3 separate regions of the Sus scrofa genome follow, and regions 2 and 3 are each linked to region 1. The links are chromatin contacts, called in public HiChIP or PLAC-seq maps. All regions are on one chromosome and are shown on one strand. The core of a region is the stretch at or near the end of the contact, and the rest is flanking DNA. Distances in the headings are between cores, read along the strand shown.

Region 1 (3,820 bases), core at 522-3,021:
GGAACTGGGTGACAGGTGAGGTGTATCAGGTGGCACCTCAGCTCAAGGAGCAAGGGCGGAGCCTTACCCAGTGTGACAAGAACATGCCGGATCTCCGCACCCATGACGGTGCCGTTGCCCTCCTTGTCGAACACCCGCAGGCCTTCGACATAGTCCTCGTAGGTGCCCTGGTCCTTGTTCTTGGCCACAGTCTGCAGCATGGGCAGGAAGTGCTCGAAGTCCAGCACCTTCACGTTCATCTCTGCCACAAAGGGGGTGAGAGCAAAGTCACGTGTGTTCTTACTGGAGGTTACGGGGCTCCCACTCAAGGCAGGAGAAATCTGTGGGATTTGCTAGACAAGACCTGCTTGAGTTCAGGGCCTAGGAAGATAAAAGGAAGCTATTAGCCGGAGACTGCGGGCCTGCCACCATGCTGAGCAGGTTGTTCTGAGGACTCTTACCATCACTCTTGGGGTTCCCCAGGACCTTGAGCACCTCGGCGTTGGTGGGGTTCTGGCCCAGGGCCCTCATCACGTCCCCACACTGGCTGTACAGGATCTTGCCATCCCCTGTTCGGTCAAACAGCTGGAAGGCCTCCTTGAACTCTGAGGATTCGGATAAACATCAGCACCTGGCAGGCACAGATGAACCCAAACCCTCCCTCACAGTCCCCGTTGCCCATTCAACTTTAATCACGCTGAGGAAACCAGATATTTATACCACTGTACACCCAAGCCCTCTAAGAGGGATCTAGTGTCCCTTCTTCCCAACTCAGGTGTCCCACATAAAGACAGCTCTCCTCAAGCCCTGGCAGAGTGGTAACTGCCATTTCCATACCCCCTCTGCCTACAGCAAGCCTGCCCAGCCTCCTCACTACAGTACTCAGGGCAGGAATTTGCCACCGCCCAGTCTGGGCCTTGTCCTTATAAGGAAGTGGGAGCAGCAGCCTGGGACTGGGGTCATCCCAGCCTGCCACTCTCACCCCTTCAGTACAGAAAGAAATCTTTCAGAGAGTATAGCTGCAAAGAAGCGTCCTCAACAAACTCCCCTGTACCAGCAAAACAACAGGTCACTGCTTCTTACAACCTTCACAATTCCAAGCTGGGGGAGGGGGAAAGTTAGCACAGGAGGAGAGAAGAGGCAGAAGGAGGTGATTAAGGAACAGAGGAGCACAAGCAGCTTAATACATCACTCCCGAGCCCCACACACGGCAGACATTGGTGGCCAAGCTGTTTCACATGCTCACACCACCTACAGAACTCACCCGGTGCTTGGGGCTCAGATCTAGAGTAGAAAGGGAGGGAGGAAGAAAGATTGAGAAAAGAAAATGGAGGCCCAGAAGGAGGGAGAAGGGAATCCACGAGGTACTCCCTTGTGGGTGCTGAAGAAATGACAGGTAGGGGGTAGGTGCTAGAAGGAATGTCCCTCTCCCTAAGCATGACCTCAGCGGGGTCAGAGATTACCTACCTGCGGTCTGGTCCTCGGTGAAGTCACACTGCTCGGAGAAGAGGGGAGCGATCAGCATCTTAACTCCAATCCCCCAAGCTTCCAGCCCCGTCCCAAGAACTCTGAACCACGAACTCCTGTTCCATCCTGGGCACTCTCGCTTCCCAGCAGGGCAGGCTCTCAACATCTCCAACCCCACCTCCAACCCTCAAGTCCCTTTGCCCCCTACCTTCTGCCTTCTCTTCGCCCCCTACCCCCGGCTTCCCGCCTCTCGCCCCCAATCCCGCTCATCCTCCCAGCCCCGGGCCCCACCATCTTGACTGCTTGGCTCTGCGGGACCTTTTCCTGCAGTAATGGCTCCGGTTCTCGGCCCAACCCTAGTCTTAGTACGTCCCAATGACGTCACCCTCCGTTGACCCAGCCAATAGGGATCCTGGCCCGGTCTTATGCAGATGCTGCTGCTACATTAGTAAGGAGGTGGGCGGGGCCCGCTGCGGCTCATTTTTCAGAATAGTCCTACCCGGGGCACAGAAACCGCAGAGGAGGGTGGGGTGGGGCGCAAGGAATCTCCTCCTGCGAGCCGCAGGAAAATCGGGGGATGTCGGATTTGGGAGAGGAGATCCCTCCCTTTCCTTCCTTCCCTCCCCCACCTCTGAAGAAAGCAAGAGTCGGAGGTTTAGGGGAGGAACCGTCACTTTATTTTGAAACAATAGGTGGCCTCCTAGCGGCAGGAACTTGCTTTCGCCCGCGAGGGGTAGGGGGACTCCTTGTCGAGCCCCACTGCACCTGTGGAAAAAGATGAACGTTGCCAAATCCTGGAGCTCAAGCGCGCAGCAGGACGTGGAAACGTATGTCTCTGGTAGAGGGAAGGGAAGCAGGCTGGCCTCACAAGGCGAAGTGGGAGGGCCCTACCTGTAGAGCTCAGACGCTCAGGATGTGCTTCAGGAAGGCTGCAGAGAGAGGAGGCAAGAGGGGCTTCAGAAGATGGTCTTGATAATCCATCTGACTTTAGATAATTTGGGCCACAGGACGCGCCCCCACATACGAGGAGCCTCATGCTTCCCCTCTTCCCCTGTCTCTTCAGCTCCTAGCCGCTCACCTTCATAGTTGATGCAGCCGTTGCTGTCCTCATGTCCTGCCAGAACTGTCTCCACCTCCTCTTCAGTCATCCTCTCTCCTAAACCCCAGACACAGCGTTTTAGCCCCTGCCTTCCCTCCCTCATCAACCCAGGCCTCATTCTTCTGGGTGGTACCTCTTCTCCCACCCTGGAGACTTGCCCATAGCAACAGTCCCCCAAGAGAATCCTGTCCTTGTAATGCGCATGCCTTGAATGCCTCCCAGCATCTTGCTTTCCATTTCACCTCAGTTACACCTGGTGAAAGCTCCACAGACAAGGAAACTGAATTTCAGAGGATTAAGAGACACATACCATATCACAGAGGCCAACCATCTCTTCCAAAATAGAAGCTCAGATCTCCCATCTCATCCCCTTTCCTCTGCCCTTTGGGAGGCATCTGTACCCCAGAAGCAGGCTCTGACCTTCTCGGTCTTCTGCCCATGACCTCCAGGACAGTAATCCCTCCCTGGCTCTGCCTGCTTGGCTAACCTTCTTCTTGGTTCACCCCCTCCTCTCCACCCCACAGTTCTGGTCCCTGCCTCACCCAGGGTAGTGAGGACATGTCTGAGCTCTGCTCCCATGACTTTGCCGTTCCCCTCTTTGTCAAACACGCGAAGCCCCTCCAGGTAGTCCTGGTATGTGCCTTGCCCCTGGATCTTGGCCACTGCCTGGAGCATGGGCAGGAAAGTCTCAAAGTCTATACGTCGGGTCTTCAGCTCTGCAGATCAGAGAGGTGAAGGTGAGGTCACTGTGATGTCACCTAGGACTTAGCTCTCATCCCCACCACGAATTTCTTTTCTTTCTTTTTTTTTTTTTTTTTTTGGCCACACCCATAGCATGTGGAAATTCCCAGGCCAGGGATCAAACCTGTGCCACAGCAGCGACCCAGGGGGCTGTGGTGACAATGCCGGATCCTTAACCTGCTGTGCCACAAGGGAACTCCCCACTAAGGATTTTATTTGTTCAACATTCAGGATGATTTTCTGCCCCTGGGTCTGACAGCTTTAGAAGTCCGGGGACCCACCTCAGCATCCTCTGTCACCTTACCCACATTCCTCGGTTCCACCACTAAACTGAAAACCCTCATTGTTCCAGGGGTCCCCTCACCATCACTCTTGGGGTACCCCAGGACTCTGAGCACCTCGGCGTTGGTGGGGTTCTGGCCCAGGGCCCTCATCACGTCCCCACACTGGCCGAACAGGATCTTGCCATCCCCTACTCGGTCAAACAGCTCGAAGGCTTCCTTGAACTCTGAAGTATAAGGAGGGGTCAGTGTT
Region 2 (3,820 bases), core at 929-3,428, 380 kb after region 1:
GCCTTGCTCAGCAGGTTGAGGATCTAGTGTTGCCGTGAGCTGTGGTGTAGGTTGCAAATGTGACTCGGATCCTGCGTTGCTGTGGCTCTGGCGTAGGCCAGCGGCTACAGCTCTGATTAGACCCTAGCCTGGGAACCTCCATATGCCGCAGGAGCGGCCCTAGAAAAGGCAAATAGACAAAAAAAAAAAAGAGGAATTTTCCTATATAATCATACTGTCATCATACCTAAGAAAATTATTTTCTCAGGTCTAATTCTCAGTCAATATTTAAATTTGCCCAGCTGTTCCCAAAATGTCTTTCATGGTTGTTCAGGCAAAGATGTAATCAAAGAGCAAGCATTATACTTGGTGAGTAGGTATTTAATGTTTCTCAATCTTTTTTTTTTTTTGGTTTTTAGGGCCGCACCCATTGCATACGGAGGTTCCCGGGCTAGGGGTCACCGGCCTACGCCACAGCCACAGCAGATCTGAGCCTCGTAAGCAACCTACACCACAGCTCACTGCAACGTCAGATCCTTAACCCACTGAGCGAGGCCAGGGATTGAAACTTCAACATTATGTTTCCTAGTCAGATTCATTTCCGCTGTGCCACGACGATGCTAACTCCTAAAGTTTCTCAATTTGACTTCAGACCAGCTTCCCTCCCGTCCATCTGTCACCACATCCTTCCCCAGCCCTGTGAGGCAGCTGGCCAATCCCAATCTGCCATGGACTTTATTTTTAAATTAAAAAAGAGTTTGTGTTTTTGCTTTTTAGGGCTACATTCGCACAACTCAAGGCCACGCCGGCTCCTTAACCCACCGAGCAATGCCAGGGATCAAACCCACATTCTCATGGTTACTAGTTGGGTTTGTTAACCCACTGAGCCACAGTGGGAACTCCCTGCCATGGACTTTTAAAACTACTCCTTTTTTGGAAGTTCCCATTGTGGTCCAGCAGTAATGAACCCAACTAGTTATGAGGATGCGGTTCAATCCCAGTCCTCGCTCGGCTCAGTGGGTGAAGGATCTGGCCTTGCCGTGAGCTGTGGTGTAGGTTGCAGACACCGCTCGGATCTGGCGTTGCTGTGGTTGTCTCTGACTCAACCCCTAGCCTGGGACCTTCCGTATGCCTGAAAAGACAAAAATTAAAAATAAATAAATAAATAAACAAAACGACTCCTCTTTTACACCTGGCCCTTTCCTTGGCACTGGAACTGATGCTTGCCCTTTTATTCGCCAAGCTCCCCTGGGAGAGCACCACCCACCTCTGTGAAATCTTTTTCTTTTTCCCTCTGGGGCATCGGCACCTCCTGCCCCTCCCTCTGAGCTAGTCCAGCTGCCACCAGGGGTTTCTGCGTCTATTCACAGTGTGGGCTTGGTTCTGCCTGCTGGCAGAGGACAGGGCCATCAACTTCCTCACCTCGCTGGCCCTGTGCCCAGCACATGCCTGGCAGAAACAGAGGAATACTCCTTTCTTCGGAGTCTTGGCTCCTCCTCCCCAGCCTGCCTGCAGGTGATAACTGGGGAGCAATGTCCAGAAGGGGCTTGGTGTGTTTCGCTTGAAGATAGTGATCCTGGAAACTGGTTCTCAGCCCAGCCCAGCCCAGTGCGCCTTCCTTTTGCTCTTAAAGTTTCCTTCCTTCTTTGTGTACACACACCACAGCTCAGGAAATGGTTCTTCAGGCAGGACCAGAAAAACGCAAGGGGTGGGTTCAGGCTGGGCGGGCAGCGGTGTGGTGGCTGGTTCCGTCCTTGCCCCGTTCACACAGTTTCTTCTGGAGCCCACCCCCCCCTCACCTTCCAGTCCTCTCCAGGCTTTGCCCCTGGGCTGTCCAGGACGGGCGAGGAAAATGCAGGGAATACGTGCTGTGCTCGCCTAAGTGTCCTCGGCACGCCTCCCGGGTAACAGGCTGATCCGGGAGTGGAGGGAGGGACCTCATTCATGACGCATCATGACTGACGGGGTGGGATGTCCTGGGAAAGGCTTCCTCTATTTCTCCGCTCACTCCTCCGGAATCCTACAAAATGGAGAATGGACTAACAATGGGAGCGGAGAGAAGGAACACCCCTTCTAGAATGGTGGGGGACCCCCAGGATGTGAAGCCAGGGACTTTCTAAAAGTGTTTATTCGCGACCCACCCTATCCCAGGGACCCAACAGCGCCCTCTACTGACTCGGGGAAGGGGTGAGGGGCTGGAACAGAGTTGGAGCGAGAGGAAGGGAGTGGGCTCTGGGTGGAGGATGAGGAGGCCTCTTGAAGACCATCTTGTCCCCTCGCCTCAGCTCCGCCGCCCGGGCTGGGTGCACAGAGGGTTCCTCTGGGCCGCTCATCCCTCCTTTAGCTCTCACACGTCTCCCCCGTTTGCCTGAGCCAAAGAAAAGCAGGCGGCGCCTGGTCCCCCTCTCCTACCCCGAGTTGGCACGGGGCTGGGGAAGCCAGGAGAACCCAGGCACCCCGGGGTCTTGCCCTTGGTGCCCTCCCTTTGCGGGGGGTGGGCGCCGTCTTCCAGGCAGGGGCCACGTGGCCTTGACCCGGCCGGGGTCTCGGCCTTCCTCCTGCAGGCCGGGTGACTCAGGCCGCAGCTGTTCTCGCGTCACATGAGGGAGGCTGGCGGCTACTCGGCGGGGGAGGGGGCTGCGGATGGAGCCGGGGCGGGGCCGCGCGCCGGGCGGGGCCGGAGCCGGGGGGCGCAGCTAGAGAGCCCCTGAGCCGCGGCGGGAGTGCAGCGCACAGCCTCGGGGAGCCCAGGTGAGGCCGCGGAGCCCGCTCCGGCTCTGGCGTCGGGGTGTTGGGGGGAATCGCCAGCCGCTCCCCGCTCAGGGCCTCGCTCCGGGCCTCTGAAGATCGGCTTCGCTCCCCCGCTGCTCCCGAGGCCCTCGCAACTTTGCAACTTTGGAAAGTTCCGGAGGCCCGGGAGGGGTGGGATGCGGAGCGCGGGACGCACTTATTTTTGGCGGTGGTCAGAGCCCAGGGGAAAGTGGCCTGGGGATCGGGCTAGAGCTGAGGACAATTTTGGGGGGCTGGTTGGGTGGGGAGGGGGTGTTTAACACCTGGGGGCTGGCGGGCCCAGGGTGGGCGTCCAGCCCTGGCCCCAGCGGGCGCCCTTGGATCAGTCCGGGGCCAGGGACGCGGCGGGGCGGGGTCCGGGCTGGGCGACGGGCGCCCCCACCCCTCTCCTGCAGGGAGAAGAGGGGGCTGGGAGACGTGGATCTGACCGCGGGTTTCCGGGTGGGAGGGGCCGGGAATGGGGGCCGCGCAGGGGAGGTCTCGAGGGCCGGCAGGGCGCTCCGAAGCCCGGATACCCCTTCGACCGGTTCTAATCCCCCTGCCCTCCCCTGTGCCCCAGGCCAGGCAGCCATGGCGGTGGAAGGAGGAATGAGATGTGTCAAGTTCTTGCTCTACGTTCTTCTGCTGGCCTTTTGCGTGAGTGGGGAGCGGGGACGATGGGGGCGCGCTGGCAGGGTGCGGGGAGAACTGGCTCGGGAGTGCTGACGGCTGAGGGGTCAAGAAGGAAGGCAGCTGGAGAGCAGATGTGGAAGGAACTCCCGGCTAACGGCCGAGGGCAGCGCGGCCATCGCCTCCTCCAGCTCAAAGCAGGGATCTTTGAGACTGTTTGGGATCGAGAATGGCCGGCCTGGGTGCCTAGCACCCTCCCCGTAATCCCTCCTTGCCTTTCCTGTCTGGTGACCCAACCTCTTGTGATATGGGGCAGTGGGGCAACCCGCCAACGGCTTGATGCTATCACCACGGGGTGCCCCTCCGCACCCTCCACCCCCCCTTCCTCTCCATTCCCTCATACCCCCTCCTTCCTGCTTGGGGGTTGGAGAGGGCTCTGTCC
Region 3 (3,820 bases), core at 843-3,342, 300 kb after region 1:
AAAGAAATCCTGCTCCTAGCAGGGCTAGGCTCAGAGAACCCCATTTTCCAACAAAAACTTGGGAAAAGTTAGAGTTTCCAGTAGGAGTATGGGAAAGGTTGTATAGTTCTCAGGGTTTCAGGATACCAAAGACAGTTTGGAGAAAGGAGAGAAGTTACAACCCTTTGTTCCAATGTTCCCAGACCATCCCTCAGTATTTGTTGATGCCAAAGAGGCGAACCCCATGGAATTGGGGCAACTTAGGCAGCAGTACGCTGAGCAATGAGACTGTATTGATGAGGAAGTGAGCAGCATCATACTTGGTGTAGAAGCTGGCCAGGAGGTAGCTGGGGAGAGAAGAAATTAAGTTAAGTGAAGTTGGCCTTCCCTATCCATATTCAGGCCTTTCCAGCCACTTTATTTTAAATGATCAATTTTACTGCACATAGTCCTAGGATATCTGAAAATTTTCCAGCTATAACAATATTTACTTTGGGATCGGGGAGATAATCAGCAACTTTTATAAATTAGGTTGTTTTTTTTTTTTTTTTTTTTTTTGTCTTTTTGTCTTTTCTAGGGTCGCACCCGAGGCATATGGAGGTTCCCAGGCTAGGTGTCTAATTGGAGCTGTAGCCACTGGCCTACGCCAGAGCCACAGCAACATGGGATCCGAACTGCATCTGTGACCTACACCACAGCTCACGGCAATGCCGGATCCTTGACCCACTGAGCAAAGTCAGGGATCGAACCTGCAACCTCATGGTTCCTAGTCGGATTCGTTTCCACCATGCCACGACAGGAACTCCGTGTAGTCTGCTTTTTTTAAAGCTTCCCTGTGGGCCTTTGTACCAGGCTCTTAAACCATCTCCCATATCTCCCCCTGGACTCACAGTACAATAGGAGAGATGCTGAGGAATTTGCGGGAAGAGGTAAATTGGAGCCCGTAGTCCATCTGTTCCCAGTGTGTAAGTAGCCGAGCCTTTCCTTGGTCGGGAGTCTCAAAGGGTGTCCCTTTCACCGTATGTAGGAAAACATACATAGCCTGGTAGGAGGAAGGGGTAAGTGTGAGGAGGGCAGAAAGTAGTCTTCAGCCCAAGAAGTATGTATGCTAAGTTCCCCAAAGGAAGACAGAAATCCCAAATAACTGGTGATTTTGTTTTTGAGTGGGAAAGGCGTAGAGTGGGTAAAAGGGCATGGTTTAGTGCTTACCAAATTATGGATGACGTTGGTCAGGGTCCAGACAACAGGAATGCTGAAGAAGGGGATGCTGAGTAGAACCACATGCAGCAGTCCTACCAAGATGATGTAGGCCAGCCAGATGCCCCGACTATTCATCACTCGAGTGTTGGGGTTTACTTCGCTGTGTGCCACCCCCACATTCATCCTACCACAGTGGGGGATCAGGTAGGAGTCCAACTTAATCTCCTCTCAACCCCTCTGCGTCTGTTCCTCCAAGTTGTCTCCTAAAGAGCCAAAATCCCCTGGATTGTACTGGGGATGAAAGGACTTCCCCATCATGCACAAAGAAAAACTGAAGACTCGGGAGGAAAAATTTACAAGGCAAGAAGAGTCCTTTTTACATCTTGGAGACATAGTATGGTAAACTTTCTTCTGAGCCCTTTAAATGTAACTTGGAGTAAGCCCAGGCTTGGGGACGGGTATTACTTTCCTTAAGAAGTTAATAAGGAACAATGAAGACATTACAGTACACCCAAAATTGTAAAAGAGTATCATGGAAAACAACCAAGGAACCACCATTAAGGAGGGATGGGAGGGTAAAGCTACTTTTTCTAATCTAATCTCTATCTTTTCCTCTGGGGCTCGCCCCGTCCTGTCACTCATGTCTTTGGCATGTAAGCAGGCGGCATCCCAATTCCTTCTTTCAAGTGTGGGGTGCTGCAAGAATGTGCCCAGGGCTTTGGCGCTGAATTTGGAAGAGACCTGAGCTGAGTGTTTCGAGAGATGGTCCCAACTCCAGGGGGAGCCCTGATGGTCTGAACTTGGCCCTTTAAAATCGTGCTAGCCGTAAAGTTGATGACGCCTGGTTAGCAAGCAGCTCTCTCCGCCCTCTACCTATAATTCCCTAAACTCTGGTATTGAACCCGCCCCTTGCTCCTCCCAGCTTTCTTCTTCGGCTCTCAGCGTAGTCTTCAGCACTCCACTCTCGGTCTGTAGTTCGCCGCCGCCACCCACCCCTCACCCCCCACCCCCGGCCTCCTTCTTCCTCCGCCTCCCACCATTTTTCCTTAGGACCCATTTCTAATTTCTCAGAACCCTTACCTGCCAGATTCAGAAGCCCGTCCGGCTCGGGGCGCTCTGCTTCTTCCTCCTACACCTGCGGTCTCCAGGAAGCAGCCGCCCCGGCCATCTGCGCTCTCCCTATTGGTGGAGCAGAGTCAGCGCCGCTACCACCCATTGGCTGCCGGTCTGCCATACGGACTCACAATTGATCGCCATTTCCGTCTTTCGTAAAGTGCCGAACCCGCCCTACTCCCCGTTCCGCCTTTTGAGAGAGGTGGAGAAAGCCGCTTGGAGGGGTGAGGGCGACGCCAGCTCTTGACTAATGGGAAGAATTGATGGTAGGAGGCGGGAGTAAGAGCCACAGCGATTGGTTGGCCTTGGCTGTCGGCGCCGAGGCGGGAGCGCCCGGAGGCGGAGGCAGCGGGTGGGGGCCTGGCGGAGTGGAGGGGTAACAAGATGGCGACCGAGACGGTGGAGCTCCATAAGCTGAAGGTACCGGGAAGGGGGAAGGGCCGGGTCGGACTTTTCCGGAGGCCGAATTCTGCCGGCTGGCTTGCGCCTTTTCCTGAATATTCTCCTTTCAGGCTCTTTCACTTCTTTTCCTGGCTCCCTCCGTAGTTCTTTTGTGCCTTCCTCCTTTCCCACTACGCCTTCCCTGATTTCCCATTTCACCTCACGATTTTCCTGTATCTTTACTTGTTACTTCAGCTCCCTCCTCCAGCGTTGTGTCGTCCGACACTTCTCCCACCGGGTCGTGTAAGTGCCTTCAACCTCTTCTCTTGTTTCTCTTCAGACGGGATTACGTCAGTGGTCCCCTCTTGGCCCCGAGCCGGGCTCTAGACCCCTTTTTCTTCCCTGGGTTGGCGCTTTTCTGTTGTCCAAAGCTTAGATTCCCGGTAGCAGATGATGGCACTTGGTCTGTTTCTAGCTAGGTCTCAAACTTGACCCAGAAAATGCTTCCACCCCCTTGTTTTAGGTGGTCGGACGCCCCCGGGCGAACTTTGAAACCTGAGGAGAGGCCTCCGAAGATAGGCCAACCCCTTAGAGCCCTGGACTTTAGGAGACCTAAAGAGGTAGTGAAGGCAGATACTCCAGATTGACAAGTTTTGAGTTCTCTCAGTTCTCCGTCTGCCAGCCTCCCTCCCACCCCCACATCCCACCTGGAAGATGGCTTACTCAGAGCTGTAATATTTTGGGAAAATATTTCCAAGGCTAGGGTTACCTCTGTCCCAATTCATATCGCAGGTGGACCCTGCATCTCTTGGTGTCACCACTGGGTGACACTCAATCACAGAAGCCGTTTTAAGTTGGGTCTTGGGAATCTTGATAGCTTTTTCGTATTTAGATTATTATTTTCCTGGAAGAAAAGAGTAGTTTCTTTTAAGGTGAATTAATAGAGAATATCTTGATTAGTTGTCCATTTGTGCTTCACAAGTAGTTTCCCCATCACATATTTTGGTCACATCCTGGGGAACCTTTGGCAAACCAGGCTGATTTAGCCCAAGCTGAAAACCGATTCTTTAAAGCTTGATGAGTTTTGTTTTGTTTTGTTTTTAAAGTGTAAGGAAAGTAAGGGTGGAGAGAGGTCCTTTTAGTCACT

What was found. HiChIP or PLAC-seq counts read pairs in DNA pulled down with a chosen protein or histone mark.
Region 2: an H3K27ac HiChIP or PLAC-seq map of alveolar macrophages shows a contact between it and region 1. The contact joins the promoter of CD63 here to the promoter of MYL6 in region 1. A contact is called at or near these places in 1 of 47 Hi-C or Micro-C datasets (heart right ventricle) and 1 of 2 datasets of contacts at active chromatin or transcription factors (alveolar macrophages).
Region 3: a contact with region 1 is called in an H3K27ac HiChIP or PLAC-seq map of alveolar macrophages. The contact joins the promoter of SARNP here to the promoter of MYL6 in region 1. A contact is called at or near these places in 1 of 47 Hi-C or Micro-C datasets (heart right ventricle) and 1 of 2 datasets of contacts at active chromatin or transcription factors (alveolar macrophages).

Annotation. Positions count from the first base shown.
Region 1 is chr5:21,557,276-21,561,095 of Sscrofa11.1, reverse strand. MYL6 (myosin, light chain 6, alkali, smooth muscle and non-muscle) reads right to left here and starts at 1,771. Exons shown (of 7, transcript NM_001163997.1): 1 at 1,738-1,771; 2 at 1,447-1,474; 3 at 441-584; 4 at 68-241. The coding sequence starts at 1,740. It overlaps MYL6B (myosin light chain 6B), which reads right to left. Exons shown (of 8, transcript XM_003126266.3): 4 at 3,651-3,794; 5 at 3,088-3,261; 6 at 2,525-2,602; 7 at 2,338-2,375; 8 at 2,101-2,211. The coding sequence ends at 2,347.
Region 2 is chr5:21,174,583-21,178,402 of Sscrofa11.1, reverse strand. CD63 (CD63 antigen) reads left to right here and starts at 2,178. Exons shown (of 8, transcript XM_005663878.2): 1 at 2,178-2,730; 2 at 3,329-3,405. The coding sequence starts at 3,340. LOC106510300 (basic proline-rich protein-like) reads right to left here and starts at 3,341. Exons shown (of 2, transcript XM_013997622.1): 1 at 3,033-3,341; 2 at 2,554-2,964. The coding sequence starts at 3,341. The coding sequence ends at 2,554. LOC102162669 (a long non-coding RNA gene) reads right to left here and starts at 2,510. Exons shown (of 2, transcript XR_303407.3): 1 at 2,392-2,510; 2 at 1,164-1,999.
Region 3 is chr5:21,260,709-21,264,528 of Sscrofa11.1, reverse strand. It overlaps SARNP (SAP domain-containing ribonucleoprotein), which reads left to right and starts at 2,092. Exons shown (of 11, transcript XM_003126256.4): 1 at 2,092-2,712. The coding sequence starts at 2,677. ORMDL2 (ORM1-like protein 2) reads right to left here and starts at 2,395. Exons shown (of 4, transcript XM_003126257.5): 1 at 2,260-2,395; 2 at 1,189-1,442; 3 at 870-1,021; 4 at 1-326. The coding sequence starts at 1,362. The coding sequence ends at 191. It overlaps LOC106510299 (a long non-coding RNA gene), which reads left to right and starts at 2,719. Exons shown (of 3, transcript XR_001308700.2): 1 at 2,719-3,293. It overlaps DNAJC14 (DnaJ heat shock protein family (Hsp40) member C14), which reads left to right. Exons shown (of 8, transcript NM_001185066.1): 8 at 1-91.